2 separate regions of the Danio rerio genome follow, and region 2 is linked to region 1. A link is a contact called in public Micro-C data. All regions are on one chromosome and are shown on one strand. The core of a region is the stretch at or near the end of the contact, and the rest is flanking DNA. Distances in the headings are between cores, read along the strand shown.

Region 1 (6,561 bases), core at 1,644-4,143:
CTGGTACATGAGTGGGTGCAATCGTATAAAACTGATGACTTCATCTGGAAAGTCTTTCGTTGTTTTTATATGAGGATCATATGTCCGACTGGGGCACTGCAAGAGGGAAAATAAGATGTGTTTAGAAAATAAAGTAGAAAAAGATGAAATCTGCAAGTAATTTTGTATGCATATGAAGTGATGTAACTGCACATGGCATTATCTAAATAGGCATTATATTTCCACTTTAATGTATGTAGAAAAAACAATAACTGGAAGCAAAGGGGGCATAAGTAGTGTTATGACTCCCTCTAGTGGTGATGTATGAAAGAGTCTGCCCCTGATAAAGAAAGAAAAAGAGAAGAGCATGAAAGTGGAGTGTAAAGAGTGTTACTAACAGTGCCTGGACGTGGGTAGGGAATTCTGCCTTCATATTCCACCCAGCGATGATCTGGTCCCTCTTTATGAGCATACGGTCCATTAAACGCTGCACGGATGTCTTCCATTGTATAGACGCACACTGCTGATCCTTTAAAGATGGAACTAACCCCACAAAAAACATAAGAAGCTAAAAACTTCAGTAAAAGCATTTCACATTACAAACAGGCAGTGTTGGGAATAATGCATTACAAGTAACATGAGTTACGTAATAACGTTACTTTTTAAAAAATCACTTCTTCAATGAGAGAATGCGTTTATTATTTTGAATGTCTCGAAGAAAAGGAAAAAGGTATTTTCTCAGTGGACAGTGATTTTATGCTACTCATAAGATAAAAAAAGTACAAAAGTAGGAAACACGTTGCTTTAAACTTTCATGTATATACAGCATGTATAGCTCTGGAGTCAGGAACTTCTCAGAAGATAACATTATTTAAAATGATTATTTTCTAGGTGTTTTTTAAAGGTAAATATAGGTGTAGGTTATACAGTATGATGTTAATTGCAGAGCACCTCTATTAACAAAAAAAAAAAAAAAAAAACTCGGCAAGATCTTAAAGAGATCAAGCCCCAGCAAACGTAAAGGAACACAAGTAGCACAATCGCCTAACAGCAAGAAGTTCGCTGGTTCAAGCCCCAGCTGGGTCAATAAGCATTTCTGTGTGGAGTTTGTATATTCTTCCCATGTTCAGGGGTTCCCTCCGGGTGCTCCGGTTTCCCCCACAGTACAAAGACATGCGCTATGAGTGTATTAAATCTAAAAAAGCTAAATTGGCCATAGATTATGTGTGTGAATGTGAGAGTGTATGGGTGCTTTCCAGTGTTTGGTTGTGGCTGAAAGGGCATCCGCTGCTTAAAACATATGCTGGATAAATTGGCAGTTTATTCCGCTGTGGTGACCCCAGATTACTATAGGGAATAAGCTGAAAACACTCAAATCGCTTTACTCATTTTTGGCAAATTTGGCCAGGATGCCGGGAGTAAAGGCTGCCAGCATGATCTTGTATCAGATTGAATGTAATTTTCTACATGTACAAGTAAATCCTAAATGTAAATGTGGCCAAAAATAACTTTACAAGTACATACAATTATTATTATATTATATATACATACATTATATTACACTGAGATTTGATATGTAGCTGAAAAGTTGTTTAATAGGCAACAAAATGTGAAATAACAAAAAAAAAAAAAGTATAACTCTACATTGATTAAACTGTATTTTGGGTTGCTTTTCAAGCTTCAGTACCAAGATAAAAATACTGATACACCAGCCTGATCTTACAAGAAAACGTAAGTATTTTACGTTTTGTCAGTTTAGTTCAGTCGTACGAAAATATCCGTTTTTAGAAAGGAGGTCGTGACACCCAACCCCACCCCTAACCCCAACTGTCATTGGATGATGAGCAAATCGTACTAAATTGTACAAACTATATCGTACGAATTCATACGAAATAACCACTGAATCAAAAAGTTACGAATTGCCGTGAGCTTGCGTTGGACACACTAACCTGGTAGTGGTGAACACTCCATACACCATAGGGTTTTTCTCATCTCTGCTAGGGAGAAGAAAGATGTCCTCTGTAACACACACACACATACACACATTTTAAAAAGTCTGATAAATCTAAAATATGCGTTTGTGGGAGGGAGAAGTAACATAAAACACATCACTCACGGAGCTCATCAAAGTGTGTGTCCACTCCATCTGGTCCAGGAATGGAGCACACGAGTCTCGCTTTGAGAAATGTTGTCCACTTGTTAGTAAGACTTCTCAAACCTCCAACATCGTTCTTCATGCAAAAACACACACAGACACACGCAAATATAGGACATTTCAGTGAAGTCATTCCGAAAGCATGTGTTTATCATTTAAATCCTCAGTTATTATATATTTTATAGACTTTCATAATAAAATGTAAACCCAGCATTTGCTTCTGATTAAAGCAGCTTATTCAATTAAGCATAAGACGACAGCAAACCACAAGCCCTTCAGTAACACAAAGGCTAAAGAGGAGCACAAATGCACACACGAGAGACAAAGAAAGACTGTTCAAGAAATGGAGAAAAGCGAGCAAGGAGAGTTTATAAAGAGAATATAATGACCCTCTCCATGAGCAGGTTTTACGTATTTAGATGCACAAAAGATCACTGAAAGGTCTCAGAAAGAGAAGACATGCTGAGAACACTTAAACAGATCTCCTCATTACTGCCAGAAGGGTTTAATCAAAGGATTTCAATGATTTCATCTACACTCGCTTAAAGCAGCAAACATATTCCTCCACTGCCATTCTCCATGTTGAATAACACACACACTTGAGAAAAAAAGGGGGGAAGAGACCTAAAAGAGGTTTAGGAGTGGTGTTTTCCAAATTCTTTAATCTTCAAAGATGCCCTCTTCTCGTGTTAGGCCAGTTATCCAGTGAGGAATCTGGCCTCAGATTGCTTTACAGCTCTCTCCTAAAGCTATAAAAACCCTCCTGCTCCAGACCAAGAATTTTGCAATAGAGCTTGGAATTTTTATAGCATACAGCCTGGGAGGATGAGTCTATAGCATTAAGAAAACAGCTTTAAATCATTGATGTTTTATAATTGCTGCTGGATGACAGCTGACATGTGCGAACACTTATTAAAAATCAGCTCTTTATAATATTCGATTAGGATTGGTCAATCAGCGTTCCAAATTAAAATATTTAGATCCATTTCCAGCGTATGGCATGCTCTCTATAACGTTAAAACGTTTAGGGCTGATAAGATTATTTAAAATGTTTTCTTATGTGATTACCAAGGTTGCATCTGTTTATTAAAAGCAGCAATATTGTCATCTGTACTCTAATTTACAGTATTCCATTTTAACATACATTACCGGTAAAAAGTTTGGAGTCTGTAGGATTTTTAAAAGTTTTAAAATAAGCTTCTCCTGCTCACCAAGGCTGCGTTTATTTCATCAAAAATACCATACAAATTGTGAAATTGTGAAATGTTATTGCACTATAAAATAACTGTTCACAATTATTTTATTATTTAATTTAATTATTTATTCCAGTGATTTTAAATGAATTTTTAGCTTCCTTACTACAGTCGTCAGTCACATAGTCCCTTCAGAAATAACTTCATTATAATACCAATTATTATTAATATTATTATTATTATTAATAATACTATTATTATTGTCAATGGTAATAGTAATACAAGCAATAATGGCTGGAGTAATAATTTCATTTGAAACTACATAAAATAAGTGAGCAGTTATTTAAAACTTTTATACACATTTCACAATTTAACTTTTGTTTTTACATTTATTAATTACCTCCTAAATAAACTGAATAATTTTCGGCTTAGTCCCTTTATTAATCTGGGGTCCACATATACTCATTCACACACATACACTACGGACAATTTAGCTTGCCCAATTCATTTATAGCGCATGTCTTCGGACTGTGGGAGGAAACTGGAGCACCCGGAGGAAACCTACGTGAACACGGGGAGAACATGCAAACTCCACACAGAAATGCCTACTAACTCGCCTAATACATTTTTTTTTTAAAAATCAAAAAACAATTGAAGGATTCTGATTTCTGCTTTCCAATCCGTTTCATCATGGACCAACGTTTATCCTTTTCATCATCCTGTTTCTCATAATTTTTTTTAATTTATTAAATAGAATTATTTGATAATTTGAATGAGTATTTAACTGTGAATTGATTTTAATTAATGAAAAAGTTAACACACTTAATATAAGAATGTTCAGTGCATTTGCCTGTCTCTTTATAACTATTTTCAGGAGCCACCAAACTCGGTCAGAGGTCATGAAGACCTTAAGTGGAACTGAGGGCTGAGGACCGGAAGCAACTGTTTCTATTGTTATTTCTATGAGTTAAGACTATCTAAAATGTCTAAAGTGATTTAGCTATTTTTACGGTTAATTCTTTTAAAGTGATTCTTTTCTTGTTTATTAAATAAAGACTTTGTGTAATAAGGATTATAACTGCCTGAATGTAGATTATACTGTTTTTTAACCAGTTTTGATAAAGACGGCTAAGAGTACACTCAGCCTTGGATAAGAAACATATTGTACTTTGTGTATGTTCTATTTGATTGTGGATCCTTATCACAGGCCTGGAGTCAACTCTAATCAGTCTAGTGGATGTATGCTTAAGATATTGTTCAGAATATACACACAAACCCCATCTATTTTGTTAAAAGGAAAGTTCAGCTCATTTTTCTTTACCCTCTACCTGTTCCAAACCTGTTTGAATTTTTTTTTAATGGTGAACAAAAAGTACATTAAAAATAAAGCTAGAAACTGATTTTTTAGCTTTGAGAATTGTATTTTCTTTTGTGTTTCAGAAAATAAAACTCTAATTCCTGAGTTTTTCCTTTAAGCTTTAAGGTCATTCCATTTTTTTATAATATTATTTCGCAATAACGGCCAACTGACTACTCATTTTTCAGTTTACAAATTAAAAAAATAGTAGTATTTCCACATGTACTGTATTTGTCCTACCACATGCTTTGTATTTAAGTATTAACATTTTAAATCAAACTCAAGGTTTTGGTGAGCAATCGATGCCTAAATTACTTCCATCCTGTGTATGATTTGATGACGACCTTGTGGAAGAGATTCAATTGCTAACAATCCTCAGGAATATCCTTGGAAACAGTGCCCTCGAAGGGTGTTAAAATGACGAAGTTGCAATCAATGAAATCTTTGAACTTTCTTCCATATGATTCATCTTGATTATTTATGGGTAATGACCCCAGTCTTCATAGTGGACATTTTTTTAAAGGGATAGTTCGCTCAAAAAATGAAAATTCTTTTTACTTATTTTACACTTTTATTTCCTATTGATATTGAAAAAATGATATTTTAAAAAATGTTGGAAACCTGTAACCATTAACTTCCATAGTATATTTCTACTATGGATGTCAATGGTTACAGGATATCAGCTTTCTTTTAAAAAAAAAAAAATCTTGTATTAAGAAAATAAGAAAATTATACCACTTGAGGAAGTAAATAGTGTTTAAATTGTCATATTTTGAACTATCCCTTTAAGCTGTGTGTTAACACAATGGAGTCACTTAACACATTAATTTCTCAACCCAAGGGACTCTGATCATCTGATCAGGAATGACAGTCCAGGCAGCAATTACATGGCCAGACCTCTACTTTGATTTACCCAGCCTGACAGTGGTTTGGTCCTCTTTCAGCAGATCACATCAAGGGAAACGTACCAGGAAGCCTCTCCCCCCAGAGGAAGCACATTTAATCTTCAGTTCTGAGGAGGATCAGAGAGATGAGGTGAGTTTCTCTGTGATCAGGCAGCGTGAGGACGGGCCTTACCCTGCAGATCCGGGCGACACGAGACAGCACGCTCTTGTCTGTAGTGCTCCCATCACGAGAAGCCTCACGGAAAAAGAAGTAAATCTTGTCATCGTCAGGATTGTAGGTGTCTGAGATGGGATGGGCAGAAATGAACTTGCCCTCTGTAGGGATAAGAGAGACAAAAGCTGATCAGATTTAATTTATATCTGTGATGGTAATCCAACCAATCCCTTTATAATCTTGTAAGAAAGTGTGGACGCTTATTAAAATTGTTACCAGTAAATGCAAACTTAAATTAATCTTCTCCCATAAACTATACTTTAGTAAGAGTACCTTTAACATAAATGCAAATGTTATAAGGTCTGCTGCAAAAACAACTGAGTCCATGCCTAAAAACCTAAATAAACTAAACTTTTGCACTGGCTGTTAGTAAAACTAGGCTTAAAGGTGTTGTATGTAAGTTTTTTACTCTTCTAAAGCATACAAATACCATAATATGTTTGCAGTTGTTAAGAAACATGCTGAGTGAATATTCTTGTTTACCTGAAAAACAATACTAAGTCAGAAATTCAGCTTTGAAAATGTGAGTTACATGCCAGAACGGCTGCCTTTTGGTTCTTTAACCCGCTTAATGCCACTTTAGCCAATTATATTTCAGCACCCCGGGTTGTGTTGTTGTAAAACAGCATATTTCATTTATTCGGTCAGACAGGCTCACAAAACACAAATCCGCGACTAAAATGTGACCTTCGGTGGACAGTAGCAGACTCCAGAATAAGACGTAGATTTAGAGTTTCACATGAGTAGGTTGTGTTCTA
Region 2 (6,561 bases), core at 1,792-4,291, 440 kb before region 1:
ACATTGTTCTATTTTGTTAATTGACCATAATGCGAGATAGTTGACGGTATGCTCCACTGCTCTTGGGATTTGGTCAGTGAAGCAACAAACTGCAGTGTAAGCCATTGAAATAAATGGGTTTCATAAAGCACCGCTTTCTGCATCTGATGTAAAAGCTGCTTCACATCCCACAGTGATTGTGGCTGGAGGGAGAGTAAAACCAGCATTGTAAACAATGAGGGGCAGTTTGGCATAGCATTGCCTTTTTTGGCTCATATTTTTGTCTGTTTTTTTTTTCTTTTAGATGAAAACAGACAAGATTATTTTCAGTCAATAATTTTTTTAGTGACCAAAAATTCAGTGCATTCCCATCATAAACGGCTTAAGCATGTAAATGCATTAACTTGCTTTTGTCTGATTATTGAGTATGCATGTGTGAGATCTGAGAGGAACACATCTTTACTGTTTTTAAGAGCATCTTAACAACAGCTTTACAGTAGAGGAGGAGAAACTATACCGCAAACTCGAACACATTTCTGACCCAAAGATGTGTTCGCATATAAAAGTGATTTTTGTAAACTGTTTTTTGCATTAGTGGGTTATTGCTGCCATGTAAACTGTGGCAAAAATGTTATTTTAAAAAAGCTGATTATTTTAGTTATTGGTGTATTGTTTAACATGCTCAATTAAGATTTTTTGGTTTTCCAGTGTTGATGAAATTGTTTTCAGGCTGAAGGTAAAATTATAAAAATATTCTAAATACTTCAGTTTCTTGCATAGATTGAACGTTTGGCTTCATAAAACCTTAATTTATCATGTGTGCTCACTTAGTCCTTTTTCACTTAGATTTAGATTAATGCTACTGAAGATAGTGAGGAATGTTCTGTTACATACTGTACTACAGCTGAATGTATGCAGAACAAAGCTAGTTTTACTTAAAGTTTTTCTGATGTGTGTTCCATACCGCACAGACTCTGGCCACTCTGGTGTAAACAGCTTTATTTCCTCCCTCAACATCGGCCACTCGCTCTGTGAAGAAGTAGTAAACCTTATCGTCAGCAGGGTCGTCATTGTCAGGGATCACCGCTGAACCCACAAACTTGGGCTCTGGGGAAAGAAAAACACAAACACAAGACATATGGTCAGAATTACAAAGAAGACTGTTTCCTACGTTCACCAAGACTACATCTGTTTGATATGATTAAGTTGTAATATTATTTTAAACTATCTTACTAGAAATTAATAAAATAAAAACTAAATAATTATGAAATCAATTGAATAAATCAATTAATGTTTGAATGAACAAAACAAATAAAATAATTATCAGTTTCTCTGGATTTATGATTACTCTAAGTATTAAAAAACTGTTAAAATGTACTTATTTCATGCTGTAAACAAGTGGTCCCCAACCCCCAGGCCATGGACCCAACTGGTACCAGGCCGCAGAAGAAATCAAAAATTATTTCAGTTTTATTTATTCTGAGCGAGAAACAGACGTCTTTCTAAAGTTTCTTTGTGAAGGGGTATAAGGCCCAATGAAGCCAAAGGTATAGATCTGCAACCCTATTGTCAAAAAAATCGGGTGAATCCATCATGTCTGTGCAAGAAGATCAACAGCTGGAGATCGCAAATGACGGCAACCATTCAAATATTTAGAAGGTGCTTGGCTTGTGCACACATGTTGGGTCTTCCAGGCACACCCAGCTGAAAACATCTTCAGAATGCTGCAAATGCACCGCGAGTCTAATGACAAGAAGGGACCAATCAGCTTCATATTCTGTATGGAATATACACATTTCAGTAGGCTAACAATTTCAGAGAATCACTGCAGTTTTTTTTTTTCTCTCTCTATAAATACAACAGCAGCAGCTTGATGGTTTCGGTTCATGATCGCCTAGCGATCTACGTATACCCACCCACCCCAATATGTGAGCAATGTGTTGAATCACCTTTCTTTTGTTTTATATTCTTTTCCAAACTTTGCATTAGTAATATATTTAGCAGATGTTTAGTTAAACATTTTCAATACACACAGGCACAGGACCACGAGGCGGGAATCAAACTTGGGTCGCCGCGAGCACCGGAGTGCATGTGTCGACGCACTAACTACTACACCACTGGTGCAGACAACATTTTTAATATTATATAATAACTACTATTAAAATCAAAGCAACATGAACTAAAGTTGCAATCAGAATTATTAAACCCCTTTTATTTTTTTTTATTTTTAAAATATTTCTAAAATGATGTTTAACAGAACAAAACAATTTTGACAATATGTCTGATAATATTTTTTCTTCAGGAGAAAGTCTTATTTGTTTTATTTCGGCAAGAATAAAAGCAGCTTTTAATTTTTTTTAAGTAACTTTAAGGTCAAAATTATTAGCCCCTTTAAGCTACATTTTTTTTTCTCAATAATCTACAGAACATTGTTATACAATAACTTGCCTAATTACGCTAACCTGACTAGTTAACCTAGTTAAGCCTTTAAAAGTCACGTAAAGCTGTATAAAAGTGTCTTGAAAATATCTAGTCAAATATTATTTACTGTCATCATGGCAAAGATAAAATAAATCAGCTATTAAGAAATGAGTTATTAAAACTATTATGTTTAGAAATGTGTTAAAAAAAATCTTTTCTTCGTTAAACAGAAATTGGGGGAAAAAAATAAACAAGAGGGCTAATCATTCAGGGGGTTTAATAATTCTGATTGCAACTCTATAATTAACATTTTATGCACAAAATACATATTCCCAATATAGTCTAACACAAACAAATCCCTTATCCCCTTAAGTTGTGTGCTCTGCATGTTGAAGGCCGCAGTGCAGCGAGTGTGAGTGGGATTAAATCTTCAGCACCCCGTGAGTCTGAAGCGATAACACTTAACAGCAGTTAACACCATTCACAACACGCAGACCTCCACCTCACACTGTCGAATACGCACAGAAAATGTACAAGTCCCCATGGAGTCGCGCTCTCTGCCCCGCATTACGCACTTGTGTGCTATCGAGCTGATGACCTCAGGATGTGATGGTATTTGACCGTGTTTTATTATGTCGGAATGGATGTGAATGGGTCTCACAGAGATTGATGGTACGTGTCATACTCCTTGCTCTTCGCTCTCTCTGAATGATTAATGCATCACAGCAGGAGCCTGAATCACACGTGACGAGTGCGAGACAACACTGTATTATTAGCATAGACTCCACATCTTACTGGAAACACACACACATTTTGCATGATGGGCAAAAACAGTTTATGAATCAGTATACAGTTTGGACTAACATGGTTACAGTGTAGCAGTTTATTGTATATCCAGTTCATAAAGCAGGATTTAGTTATTGTTTTGGCATAGTTTAAGAATGACTTTTTCAAATATAAGGTTAACAAGCACATGTATATTATTTACATATGTATAAGCTATAAACATTCATTCTTTTTTTTTTTCAGCTTAGTCCCTTTATTCAACAGGGGTCGCCATAGCAGAATAAACAACCAACTTATCTAGCATATGTTTTACACAGCGGATGACCTTCCAGCTGCAACCCAGTACTGGGAAACAACCATACACACTCATTCACACCATACACTAAGGCCAATTTAGTTTATTCAATTCACGTATACCTCAAGTCTTTGGACTGTGGGGGGGGGAACAGGAGATCCCAGAGGAAAACCACGCCAACATGGTAAGAAACATGCAAACTCTTCACAGAAATGCCAACTGACCCAGCCAGGACATGACCTAGCAACCTTCTTGCTGTGAGGCGACAGTGCTAACCACTGAGCCACCGTGTTGCCTCATTTGCTCTGTGTGCATCTGAAATTCATTCATTCATTCATTCATTCATTCATTCATTCATTCATCTGCTTTTCAGGGTATGGGTCACGGGGGCAGCAGTCTTAGGAGAGAACCCCACACTTTATTTGTTTTGGACGGTGAAAGCAAAATTCTCCTATGAGAGTGATAATAGCGCCTCCCGATGGTGAATGCGTTTATACTCATGGCAGGTATTATTTGGTAGTTTGGTCATTTATTTAACTAATTTGGCAACCGTCAAATGTCATCAGGGAAACGGCTTGAATTTCTGCTTAGTAAAAAAACATTAGTGTGCCATTTGGGACGACAGTACTTGTACTATGCTGTTGAGTGTGTAAGTAGAGAAGCACTTAGTGCATGAGTGCATAGTGTGCCATTTGAGACGCTGCTATAGTCCCTAAAGCGTGACCTGGATCTTGCCCCAGGCCTCCGCCCGGTGGGACATGCCTGGAACACCTCCCTAGGTAGGCGACCAGAAGGCTTGCGAAACAAATGCCCGACCCACCTCAGCTGACTTCTCTCAATGTGGAGGACCAGCGGCTCTACTTCGAGCTTCTCCCGGGTGACAGAGCTCCTCACCCTATCTATAAGGGTGTGCTCTGCCACGCTGCGAAGGAAACTCATTTCGGCCACTTGTATCCGACCATATATACAGTAAAAGGCAAATGCAATATTCAATGAGTGATGTTTAATGAAGAAATGACATGATATTCCTTTTACATCCATCTTTTTCTGGAGAAAGGTTTATTTATTTTTGTTTGGCTGGAATTAAAGTTATTTATTTAACATTTATAAAGACATTATTATTAGCTCCCATAATATTTTGGTTTTCACTTTTTTTGATATGCAAACCACTGTTGTCCAGTGACTTCCCTTATTAACCTAACTTGCATAGTTAACCTACAGTATTTACCTTATTTAAGCCTTTAAATTACACTTTAAGCTGAATACTAGTATCTTGAATAACTAGTACAATATAGATAATAATACAACAATAATACAACATGGGCACATTGTGAAAACGTAGCGCTATTTACATTTCTTAAGATGGCAAATTATGTAGTAAGAAGTAGGTATGGCTGCATTTCGTCTTGAAAACAATCGCTATTGAGTAGTATGATGCCAATCCTTTTCGCGTTCCACCAGCTGACCCCTGACCTCCATATGGCTTTCCCGCTGTTACCAGTATGTTTAGTAGCTCACCATGTATGGACTTGAAACGCAGAGATTGGTTAGGTTTAGGAAATGAAGAGGGTGGGTCAGTCTATCGGTTTGTCATTCAGTAAGTCAATCAGTCCACAACTGCCTCTAGTGGATTTACGCAAGAACAGCAGGTGAGAATGGCACTTGAGGGAGATATTTGTGCAAAAAAAAAAAAAAAAAAGTTGCGAATTTGGTGCTCTCCAAAAATGTATTAGCGGTGCGTTTTCAGAATGAGCCTGGGTTGCAATATTAAGTACTGTCATCATGGCAATTGCTAAATAAATTATAATTAGCTATGAAAAATTAATTATTAAAACTATTAGGTTCAAAAATGTGTTAAAATCTTCACTCTGTTAAACATTTGTGCAATATTTGAAAGAAAATAATTAAAGTTCACACGGCGTCTAACAATTTTGACTTTATACATATTTTAATTGTGCAAAACTTAATTTTATTTTCACTCTGTAAACTACTTATGACCTTTCTTTACAATTTACAATGCAAATGTAGTCATTTAGAACATTTATTAATTAGCTTAAAATAACCAAAAAGTAAAAACCACATTTTAAGATTTTAATATAGTTTTTAGAGAACACTACCAATGTAACAACACAATAAATGAGCATTGTCTGAGCCTTGTCATTTCGTTTTTCCAGTTCCATCCATTCAGAACGATTGGGCTTTGTGCAGGGTATAATACAGTGGCAGCAGCATTGCAGTAGGATTTCGTTCAGTCACACTGGTGTGGGTCTGATGTGTGATCTGCACCTCTGATGAGGCTTCAGTGATACGCATGTTAAAAACATCAGTCTCTGTCGTGTGCATCTGGGCTGAAGGCCAGAGCTCCTGTATGACTGCAGGAGATGATATACAGCCAAAGGGAAGCATTAAAGCAGCTCACAGCAGGGCAACACAGGCCTCCCTAAACCACACACATATGACAACCTGTGCTTCACTTTTGAATTAATGCTCCATTTTATCCATATGCACATTTATATGCACGGCCGTTTTGTAGGTAGTGACTATGTCTGAGACTTAATTGTACTAAAAGTTGTAATTTTCATATTGTCACTCTAAGTTAGATCCTACTTATTAGTGCACTTTTTAGCTGGAGTTGATTTTAAACAACAAAATGCCTTATATATTTTTTTTATTTACTTGATTTAAATGTATTTAAATTATTATTTTTACATTTTTAAAGCAGTTGCTTGTTCAGACATGTGATTAGCCGAGGATAAAAAAGGAAGACGAGCCCAGTAGAATCAGAAGAATCACATTCCTGCTATATTACAATGTAAATATTAAAACAATACATAAAACATAATAAAAAAATTAAATAAAATCTGATTAAAAAAAGAAAGGAGGAATAAAAAAAAAAAACTTTTATTTTAATAAAATGTCAAACTATTAAAAAAAAAAATAAATAAAAAAAAAATAAAATACAAAAATATAAAATACAAACAAACAAACAAATGTGTCAGTTATAATTAGGAATGCCCAGATCCGATCACATGGTTTTAGACTCAATCGGAATCAGACGTTACCTCCCGATCAGGACTGGA

The links. Hi-C and Micro-C count contacts between places; a contact is called where the count stands out from the background.
Region 2: a Micro-C map of caudal fin shows a contact between it and region 1, with 2.8 times the contacts expected there. The contact joins two enhancer-like sites. A contact is called at or near these places in 2 of 18 Hi-C or Micro-C datasets (caudal fin and an unstated tissue).

What each region holds. Positions count from the first base shown.
Region 1 is chr18:10,440,178-10,446,738 of GRCz12tu, reverse strand. sema3d (sema domain, immunoglobulin domain (Ig), short basic domain, secreted, (semaphorin) 3D) reads right to left here. Exons shown (of 18, transcript NM_131048.2): 8 at 5,762-5,904; 9 at 2,096-2,210; 10 at 1,929-1,998; 11 at 378-522; 12 at 1-96. Among named protein-coding and RNA genes, the nearest start is that of sema3d, 44 kb to the right of the region's middle. Within about 2 kb of position 2,893, at least 4 of the 62 cell types and tissues checked have an H3K27ac peak or open chromatin away from gene starts, as enhancers often do.
Region 2 is chr18:10,879,696-10,886,256 of GRCz12tu, reverse strand. sema3e (sema domain, immunoglobulin domain (Ig), short basic domain, secreted, (semaphorin) 3E) reads right to left here. Exons shown (of 17, transcript NM_001045084.1): 7 at 944-1,086. Among named protein-coding and RNA genes, the nearest start is that of pclob, 49 kb to the left of the region's middle. Within about 2 kb of position 3,041, at least 3 of the 62 cell types and tissues checked have an H3K27ac peak or open chromatin away from gene starts, as enhancers often do.